Linked DNA regions of Mus musculus: region 2 is linked to region 1. The links are chromatin contacts, called in public Hi-C maps. All regions are on one chromosome and are shown on one strand. The core of a region is the stretch at or near the end of the contact, and the rest is flanking DNA. Distances in the headings are between cores, read along the strand shown.

Region 1 (4,864 bases), core at 818-3,317:
TGTGGAGGAGGGGGAGAGAGGATTGAAGGAGGCAGAATAGTCAAGGATGCCACAAGAACAAACACAGAATCAACTAGCTTGGGCCCATGGGGCTCACACAGACAGAGCCGACAACCAGGAAGCCTATAAGGGATTGACCTAGGCCCTCTGCACATATGTAGTAGTTGTGTAGCTTGGTCCATGTGGAGCTCCAAACAGTGGCAGCAGGCACTGCCTCTGACTCTGCTGCTTGCCTTTGGAGCCATTTCCCCCTAGATGAGCTGCCTCAGTAGGAAATAGGCCTAGATCCACTGCAATGTGATATGCCAAGGTGGGTTGATAGCCATAAGAGGTCCTCCCCACCCCCTTTCTGAAGAGAAAGGGAGGAAGAGTGGATGCAGGAAGAGAGGAGGTGGGGGAGGACCAGGAGGAGAGGAGGGAGAGGAAACTACAGTCAGGATGCAAAGTTAATTAATTAATTATTAAAATACACACATTCCAGTAATAACTAGCTGGGGTTAAATACTTATTTGTTTCAGATATTTTGCATTCTAACTGTTGAAACATAAAGTAGAGGCTGCAACCATCCAGCAAATGCACCCATCAAGAGCCTTCCTGCATCCTGCCTAGTATTCATAATACTGAAGGCACTGTGCATGCTACCAGAGGAGAAAGGTGACACCGACCCTTTGGTACACAGTGGTGACCTAGCTGCATGATACAACAGTAGCACAAAAGTTGTAGGAGTGACCAACCACCATGTGATTGAAGGCCCACTCCATGAGATGGGGCTCATGTCCGCCACTGCTCAGATGCACAGAGGATGAGACTAAATAGGTCATAGACCTGGGCAAGACCCAAGTACTGCTGTTCTACGAAAGAGAAGGTAAAACGATTCCCAGTGGCATCCTGCTATACCTACAGATCATGTCTCAGTCAGCCATCATCAGAGACGCTTCCTCCTGCAGAAGAAGGGCCAAGTACAGAGATCCACAGCTGGACAGTGTGCAGAGCATGAGAGAGCTTGCTTGGAACACTCGGGACTAAAGGGGATATCCTCATCTAACCCTCCTCTTGGGTATCAAGGAACTATGCAGAAGAGGAAGACAGACAGTTGGTAAGAGCCAGAGGGGTAGAAGACACCAAAGAAAGAGAGTTTTAGACACAACAGGATTGAGTGCATTTGAACGCACAGAGACTATGCTCCGCCTCATAGGTCCAAGGCAGACGGGGTTCCAGCTCTGAGATGTGGAAGTGGACATAAGCTCCTCTCCCCAACAAGGAATTTTTCTCCCATTAACAACTGCTTGAAAAGGAAAACTTAGGAGCCGGAGAGATGGCTCAGTGGTTAAGAGCACTGATTGCTCTTCCAAAGGTCCTGAGTTCAATTCCCAGCAACCACATGGTGGCTCACAACCATCTGTAATGGGATCTGATGTCTTCTTCTAATGTGTCTGAAGACAGCTACAGTCTACTCATATACATAAAATAAATAATTAATTCTTTTTTTAAAAAAAAGGAAGAAAAGGAAAAATTAGTTTCACCAAAGAAGTCCCACTGGGTATACAAATCACCTTTATAGGCAGAACCCATGCCCCAGCAGGAGATGGCCAACACACAAAGAACTCAGGGGTAATTTTGTATGTATTTTGTCTGGTAATGCTGTTTATTTATTTGCTTGTATATTATGGCTTTCTGATTTTGATTTTTCAGTGGAGTGTGTGTGTCTGTGTGTGTGTCTGTGTGTGTGTGTCTGTGTGCATGCACACTTTCAAAAATGCACATGTTAAAAGAAGAAAAAAAACACAGCACCTTCTATAAAATGTAAACTTTCTTCATATTTTTAAAGAGAAACTTAGCAACTAAAATTTATTCAGTGATATGACCATACTACATATTGTAAAGGATATAAGTTATTAATGCATGATCTCTCTTCTCTCTCAGTGGGCTTACAGCCTGGTTTATACAAACAAAGAAAAATAAATTTAAAAGCGTATGATAAAAGATTAAATGGGAAGGGATGGGCTAGACGTGTCACATTGAAAGAGGAAGGGCCTCACGCTGAGTAGTCACAGAGCAGCCACACTCTTTCTGTCTTATGATTGCTGACAACTTTTGTGATGGTTTGTATATGCTCAGCCCAGGGAGTGGCACTAATAGAAAGTGTGGCCTTGTTGGAGTAGGTGTGTCACTGTGGATGTGGGCTTTAAGATTCCCCATTCTAGCTGCCTGGAAGCCGGTATTCTGCTAGCAGCCTTCAGATGAAGATGTAGAACTCTCAGCTCCCCCTGCACCATACCTGCTTGGGTGCTGCCATGCTCTTGCCTTGATGATACTGGACTGAACCTCCAGTCCCAGTTAGATGTTGTCCTTATAAGAGCTGCCTTGGTTGTGGTGTCTGTTCACAGTTGTAAAAACCCTACTAAGACAATGACCATCACTTATTTCCTGGCTTCTCTTCTGGTATGGAAAACAAGTATTTCCATGTGTCCTCAATTGCCTGACATTTTTCACTCACAGAAAACCTTGATCTTTTTCTCTGTCTTAGCCAGGGTTTCTGTTGCTGTGATAAAAAAAAAAAAAAAAAAAAACAACCTGTGGAAGAAAGGGCCTACAGGGTTCTACGCCTCACGGCAGCTCATCATGAGGAGAAGCTAAGACCGCATCATGGAGGGAGGAGCTGAAGCCAACACCATGGAGGAATGGCAATTACTGGCTTGCTTAGTCTGCTTTCTTTCATACAGCCCAGGACCACCTGCCCAGAGATGTCGCCACCCACAGTGGACCTGCCTCTCCTACATCTATCATTAATCCAGAAAACATGTCCACAGCCTTGCCCATCTGATGGAGATTGAGGTTTCTCTCTTCTTGGATGATTCTATCTTTTGTCAAGTTGACAAAGAACTAACCAGGACACTCTGGAATTCACCATCATTCAAAACATCATCCCAAACTCGAGTTCTTCTAGCTTGAAAACTTGCTTGACTTTGTTTTGACTGTCCAAGGAGGTGCACTCACAGTGCACAATGCCTCTTAGTTTCAATATCACGTCTGCTTTCCTTCCTCTACCCAAACTTTATAAAACCTACACAGTAGATATATACACACATGCAGACACATAGATACATATATGTGATATATATACACATATATGTGTGTATATATATACATATACATATATATATATACATATATATATATATATAATTTATAAGTGCCCAAGATAAATCTTGTACTATATATATATGTGTGTGTGTGTACCATAAATAATTTATGGATATAGTACTATATATAATGCATTGATACTCAAAGGAAACCTATACTGTCTGTCTGTCTGTCTATACACACATATATTACACATTAGCACCATCACCTCCATGGCATCTCCATCATTCTATGTTTTCTCACAGGTGCTTGTTCCACCACTGCACATTGTCAGTATAGGGATAAGCCACCAAGAGGAAATGCACACTCATTTCTTATATTTGTTACCTTTCTACAGCTGGGATTAAAAACGCCACAATCAAAAGAGGAGAAAGGAGTCTATTTTTAGCTTGCAGTTCCAAGGGGATGAAGTCCACCATGGCCAGGAAGACATTGCAGCAGAAACTGGGAGCTGACAGAGAGAGGGCGGGGACAGGAAGTATGGTCAGGCTAGAAACCCTCAAAGCCCATTCCATTGTGAGCTACATCTCCCTGCACTTCTGCACTTGCTAAATGTTCCTTAACCTCCCCCAAACAGTGCCGTCAACTGAGGAGACAAGTGTTAACACACATGTATCACTAACCCCTCACACTTATCTCAGAGAAATAAAATGCATAAGAGAAATGTCTTTCAGTAAAAAGGAAAACTAACTCAACAAAAACATTATCAAAATAATTGTAGCGAGAGACAAGGTGAGGATAGGTGACCTCTGGGACATGTAAATAGGGATGGAGTCTAGGTGTCAAGAGATCACAGACAGGTGTCACTGTGGCCAATAATCATCTCGCTATTCATTCTGTGTTTGGTTTCTTGTCCATTCTTGTATTTGACATGGGCGTGCTCATCTGCAACTCATGGGCACTGAGAGTGGCTATTGGACAAACCAAAGGCAGCTTTTATTTTAATTGTTCTGTTCCCTTCTACTCTGGGCACAATCTTCTTTCCTTAGAGTTTGGACAGGAAAGCTGATGTGTGTGAGGCAAGCCCTTGTTTTTCTGTTCTATGATAGAATCTTGCTATGTAGCCCAATTAGTCCAGACTGGCCTTGACCTGACAATATCCTGCAACTGCCTTCCGAATGCTGAGATTACAGGCCTGTGCTGAGGACTGATATCGTCTGAATGTGTCTTGCCTTTCTTTTCTTGTTCATTCGCCTTTCTCTTTAATATATAAGATCAGTAAAGACTATACTTTTTTACATATCCACTCAGTTTCTTTATACACTTTTAAGAAATTAATACTGAGTTATAAAAAGGGGGAAGAAGGTAAAAGAAGCAGTGGAAGGGTTAAGAAGGAAGCAGAAGACAGGGAAATCCGGCTGGGTTCCATGGTAGTTGCAGTAGTTGGCGTGTCCTGTTAATATGCATCCTTGTAGATCGCCTCCTCCCATGTGCTACGCACAAAAGATTAGATGCATGGGAGAACTTGCTGCCTTCTGGTGCTCACAAGCTGACAAGGAAGGTAAACCTGAAATAAATAATTAACCAAATTAATGTATAACCACACACCATAGTAAGAGCGACAGAGCGAGAAGCGTCCGTAAAATCTTGCTGTTTGAAGAGAAGTTGTGGACAGGCAGCAGCAGGCTCACCTGGGAGCTTGTTAGAAGAACAGAGTCTCAGTCTCCACCCAGGGACTCCTGAGACTGGATCTGCATTTTAACAAGATCCCTTGGGGATG
Region 2 (4,864 bases), core at 1,510-4,009, 1.7 Mb after region 1:
TCGTGTCTCACTCCTGTGAAGTTCTGAGAGTGAGGGTGTGTGAGGGCAGTTCTTACACCCCCAAAGATCAAAAAGAATGGCCAGATCTCCACTCACAAGTCCTTGCTCTCTGTCAGGAGACAGCGAGCATGACAGATAGTAATGGCTCCTAGTCAGACCTCTGTCTTGGAGCGTTCACTGAAGCCAAGGTAGGAGCCCCTCAGTGGCTAAAGTCACAGCTGTAGCTGCTAAGTTTAAACTCGGCTCTTTGCCACCAGAAAAATCACATTCAATACAGGACGAATTATCCCTGGTTCCTGTTTCTAAGACAGAGATAAATGGAAGTGGGTGGAAGGCAAGTACAAACAAGAAGGTATTTCAGAACTTTCGACATATACGTACTCGCTTGTGTCTGAGAAAGAGAGGAAGATAGGTGGACTTAAATGAAGCACTCATTAATGTATAGCATGTTTTAAGGTGAATCCAGGAGAGTTGAGTATTTGGGGGTTTGTTTTATTTTTAAGATAGGGTCTCCTGTGCTCTTGGCTAGCCTCAAACTCACTCCTTATGGGTGGCGGCTGGTCTTGAGCTCCTGATCTTCCTGCCTCTGCCTCCCAAGTCCTGGGCTGAAGGAGTGTAACACCATGTTCTCTAAGTGAAGATTTTATAAAGGGTTTGCTACTTGAAGGGCGTGGGGGCGTATTGAGACAGGGTTTCTCTGTATAGCCCTGGCTGTCCTGGAACTCACTCTGTAGACCAGGCTGGCCTCGGACTCAGAAATCCGCCTGCCTCTGCCTCCCAGATACTGGGATTAAAGGCATGAGCCACCACTGCCTGGCTGAGTTTGCTATTTTTAACAGTATTTCAGCAACAAAATATTTTGACTGCTATTTCAACTGAAAAGAATTCGAAGCCCAGCAAAGCTTTATGCTGCTGGTTTACCTTGTGCTGTTTTTAGGATATCCGACAATATGCTTTGTACCCTTGCTGGACTACCAGAACACCGAGTGAGTCTCTGTACCTCCGCAGCATGCAGAAGGTTCTGCATGTGTGATCTAGTCTTGTAACCATGGCGAAGACAGCACAAGCAGCCCAGGACAGACAGAAGGACATTGCCCACCTCCAAAACCTTAGCTCTTACTATGACAAAGAGAAGGGTATCCCTTTAAATGCTTTCATTTCTTGGTGACTACAGGTCAGGATTAGGAACTTTGCATGAACATTTCACATCACAGAAGTGCTGTAGGCTGACCTACAGTAGTTCTCTAGTAAAAGTCTGCCATGCATGCTTGGAAGTCCTGGAGGGAGCTCAGTTGTCACAGAGTTTACTCTGCTAGGTGACTGATAACAACACTAATTAACTCTAGGAAGCCCGCCAAAAGCTTATAAAAGGACTTATTACCACAGCCACCCACGTATCGTACAAGCCTGCAAGCAAGGCTGCTTTGTGGAACCGTGTGCCCTAGCAGTTCTAGGTTCACAAAGCACCATTAAGCCCCAGAGACAAACACTCTGAGATACTAGAAAGCACACCTCAAGTCTTTACATACACTGTAACAGAAAGCAGACATCTTCAGGCAAGCTCAAGAAAATAATTTGTACATTTATCTTTCTGTGGGCTGATGGGCAGGGTGGGAATGGCATGCAGTGTGCCGGCACCTACTCAGAGAGTCAGAGAAGGACTTGGCAGAAACACTTCTCCCCACTTTCTGAATGAAACGACCACAGCCAGAAACCTTCAGCAACTTGTATGGGGCTGAGCAGTTCTAAATGATGGAGCCTGGGTTTTAGGACTGAGTCCAAGCCCTCCCTTAACATTATACTCTCCTACACTCCGGGTGACACCCTTACAGAGAGTGCCACCACATCTACGACCCCCAGCCTTCTTTAAAGGAAGTCCCTTTATGGCTTATATTTTGTTAGGCATTTCTCTTAACTTCTGCTCTTACCCTGGAAATTGAGTTTTTAAATCTCCACATATAATCTTTGTTTTACAGGTTTTTTTTTTTTCCAAAATTTTTAGAATATAAATGTGGAAGCTCATTTAGCATTACTGGTCACCTAATAATAGAAACCAAATAACAAATTTTATTTTTCACTTAAAATAGTTGGTCTTTAGAATGGTTTTGCTTCTGAGGCAGGAGAGCCCAGGCTGATCAAACATCTTTGCTGGTGGGAGGATAAATTGATAAAATATTTTTGCAAACTAGAAAATACCATTCTATATCTGATGCTTTAGAAAATAAGCCCCTTACCCCGGGAAGTCTGCTGCTGATAGTCTATCATCAAAACTACTTTCCTGTACATAAATGCACGCCAGGTAGTCAAATGCAATGAATTTTTAAAAATTAGGTTAAATGGTTATATTGTATATAAACTACATCCAAATTTAGGAATGCTCTGCCTCAGCACCATTGTTCCTTTCTCTTTATAGTAAAGAATCCTGAAATAATTGAATTTTGAAATTCATAAAATGTTTCATTCATTGCTTCCATCTCGGGAGCTACATTGAGCTGCCAGTGACCCCAAGGAAATCTAAACAGACAGTTATTACAGCTGGTATCTAGTACATTATTTTACTTTGAAACTTAGGTTTTTAAAGTATTCCTTAACTTAAAGAGAATCATGTCAGGTACTTACATATCAGAAGGTGGCTAGGACCTCCGTTGTGGCAGTCCGTGTTTGCTCAGAATGGAGTTAGCTAAGCTGGGCATGTTGCTTTAAGAGTGATCGAGCAGGCGTCCTTTTATGGTGGTGCCTTTTTCCTGTCATCCTGTGACTGAGCATAGCCGTGATCAGTTAACCTCACATATGCTACGTGCTTTTTTTTCAAATGGGATGGGAAGTGAGATTTTTTTTCTGATACTGATTTTTAAAAACTGTTCAAAAGCCCCTTGGACTTTGTGAAATGCTCATATCTATGGAACTTTTAAATTTTTTTCAATAAGGATTTAAGTCTTAAAAGTTTTTTTTTTTTTTTTTAAGCAATAAGCTTTAAACAGAAAGAGGGAGGAGGGAGAGAGATAGGTATAGTTACTGGTGACCTTATGTTGATATTTTACATAAAGTTTAGGTTAAGGAAAAATGTCAAGTGTAATAGTGCTGTCTGCCTGGAGGCGTGGTGGTATCAGGAGTGTAGTGTAGAGTCTGAACCTGAACAGCTGTGTCAAAGATGGGTGTCTGTGGTGAGGGAGAAAGGCCTTCCTTGTGTGTAAGTTAGTTACATTTTCAGTGTCGAGAACAACTGACTGACTCAGTGGCAGTGGGCACAGAAAGATCTAGGACAGTTGGCAGACACGTTATTGAAGAGTTCAGCCTCAGGTACATAGTACCAGAGAGACCTGTTCTAGTCCCATGATGCCTTGAGCTCACTCCTTGAACCCAGCAGGTACTGCGTAGAGTGCTCTGAGCAAGCCAGAGAGGTGGCAGTCACCCATGCCCACCTGTGATCTAGCCTGCCATACGTGCGTGCTGCTTTTGGAAGACAGGCCTCACTTGTGCTGCGCCTGGGTGTTGGGGGACAGGGATTCCATGAGCAGAGAGGCTTAAGCCTCCCAGGACTACAGCCCCACCTTCCTGCAGAGTGGGGCTGTACACTGCTTCTGTCACCCATCCTTATTCAGGGAAATAGAAGATGGGTCAGGGGATGGGGGCTGCAGCAGATTTTCAAGCCAAACCTGCAGACAGCTCTCCCTTGTTTAAAATGGAATGTGCTTTAAAAGAAAAAAAACAAAACAAAACAAGAATGCTTTGGTAAACTGGTTGATTTTGAGGGATGCTATAGAGAGAATTGAGTCATTTTGATAGGAATCTGTAGCTTTATGCCCCCAGAGGCCTTAGAAGTTTTTCAAAATCACATTTTATTTATTTTGCATGTATGTGTTAGTGTGCTTACACATGTGCTATATATGTTTATAGCATGTGTGCCAGGGCATACATAGATCAGAGAACAACTTTTAGGGACAGATTCTCCTCTTCTGCCACCTGGATTCTAGGGATTAAAGGCTTGGTGACAAGTGACTATCTTGCAGCCTACCAGAGGTGGGTGTCCTCTTGGCCTAGGCTTCTGTAGAATTGCCTTTCAGTTGTGCTGTTGAAGGTCTGCAGAGGAAAACCAAAGAGCAAGCACCAAGTCAGTGGGATTCTTGGGCACCCACTTGGTTATGTATAAAATAAAGGCAAGTGAGAGCCAAGGTAAGTCAGCCTTATGATGTGGATTCGAAGACTTTGTGACTTGATAGGTAAACTTGGCATAACCTAGAACCAGTTCACCTTATACACCCACCATTGAGGGCTCAGGATGTGGCCGAGTGCAGAGAGCATTAGCATGTGCCAGGCCCTGGCTTATATTCCTAGCACTGCATATAAGCAAGATGGAATTGGCACATACTAGGAATTTCCAGTTTGTTACAAGACCATCCTAGTGGGATACTTTTTGGAAGACCCAGCTACTTAAAGCAAGTTTTATGGCAAGTAGGATCCATCATCTTTTTTTTTTTTTTTTTTTTTTTAGATGGCTGGCCCAGGATTCATAGAGATCCGCCTGCCTCTCCCTCCTGCATACCAGGACTAAAGGCCTGGTGGGTCCACCCTTTCACCCTTTCTTTTGTATGAGAAATAATCTAAGAAGTGTATGAAGAAGCCTGCAGATGCTGCTGTAGCTGCATGGGAGAGGAAACGCTAGGCCTGTTTTGTTGTTGACAGTTGTTTAGCAGTGGTCATACTATACCAGTGAACCCAGTGTCCTAGAAGTGAGGCAGACATCTGTGTGAAGTGTTTTCTTTGTTTGCTCTCTGAAGTATGGTCGGTCTTGAGTGTATAGTAGGTACTCTGTAACTAGTAAGGATATTAAAGGAATAAGTTATCTACTGACTGATTTTCTTGT

What was found. Hi-C and Micro-C count contacts between places; a contact is called where the count stands out from the background.
Region 2: a Hi-C map of B cells shows a contact between it and region 1, with 5 read pairs. The contact joins the promoter of Gpr183 here to the enhancer-like site in region 1. A contact is called at or near these places in 2 of 39 promoter capture datasets (liver and pre-B cells) and 1 of 484 Hi-C or Micro-C datasets (B cells).

What each region holds. Positions count from the first base shown.
Region 1 is chr14:120,266,619-120,271,482 of GRCm38.p6, forward strand. It overlaps Gm52122 (a long non-coding RNA gene), which reads right to left. Exons shown (of 3, transcript XR_003951151.1): 3 at 4,444-4,651. Among named protein-coding and RNA genes, the nearest start is that of Mbnl2, 6.6 kb to the right of the region's middle. Within about 2 kb of position 2,068, at least 3 of the 459 cell types and tissues checked have an H3K27ac peak or open chromatin away from gene starts, as enhancers often do. A contact at or near this core is called in B cells, where this site is marked.
Region 2 is chr14:121,962,434-121,967,297 of GRCm38.p6, forward strand. Gpr183 (G protein-coupled receptor 183) reads right to left here and starts at 2,760. Exons shown (of 2, transcript NM_183031.2): 1 at 2,620-2,760. The region is part of intron 4 of Ubac2 (ubiquitin associated domain containing 2); the gene reads left to right.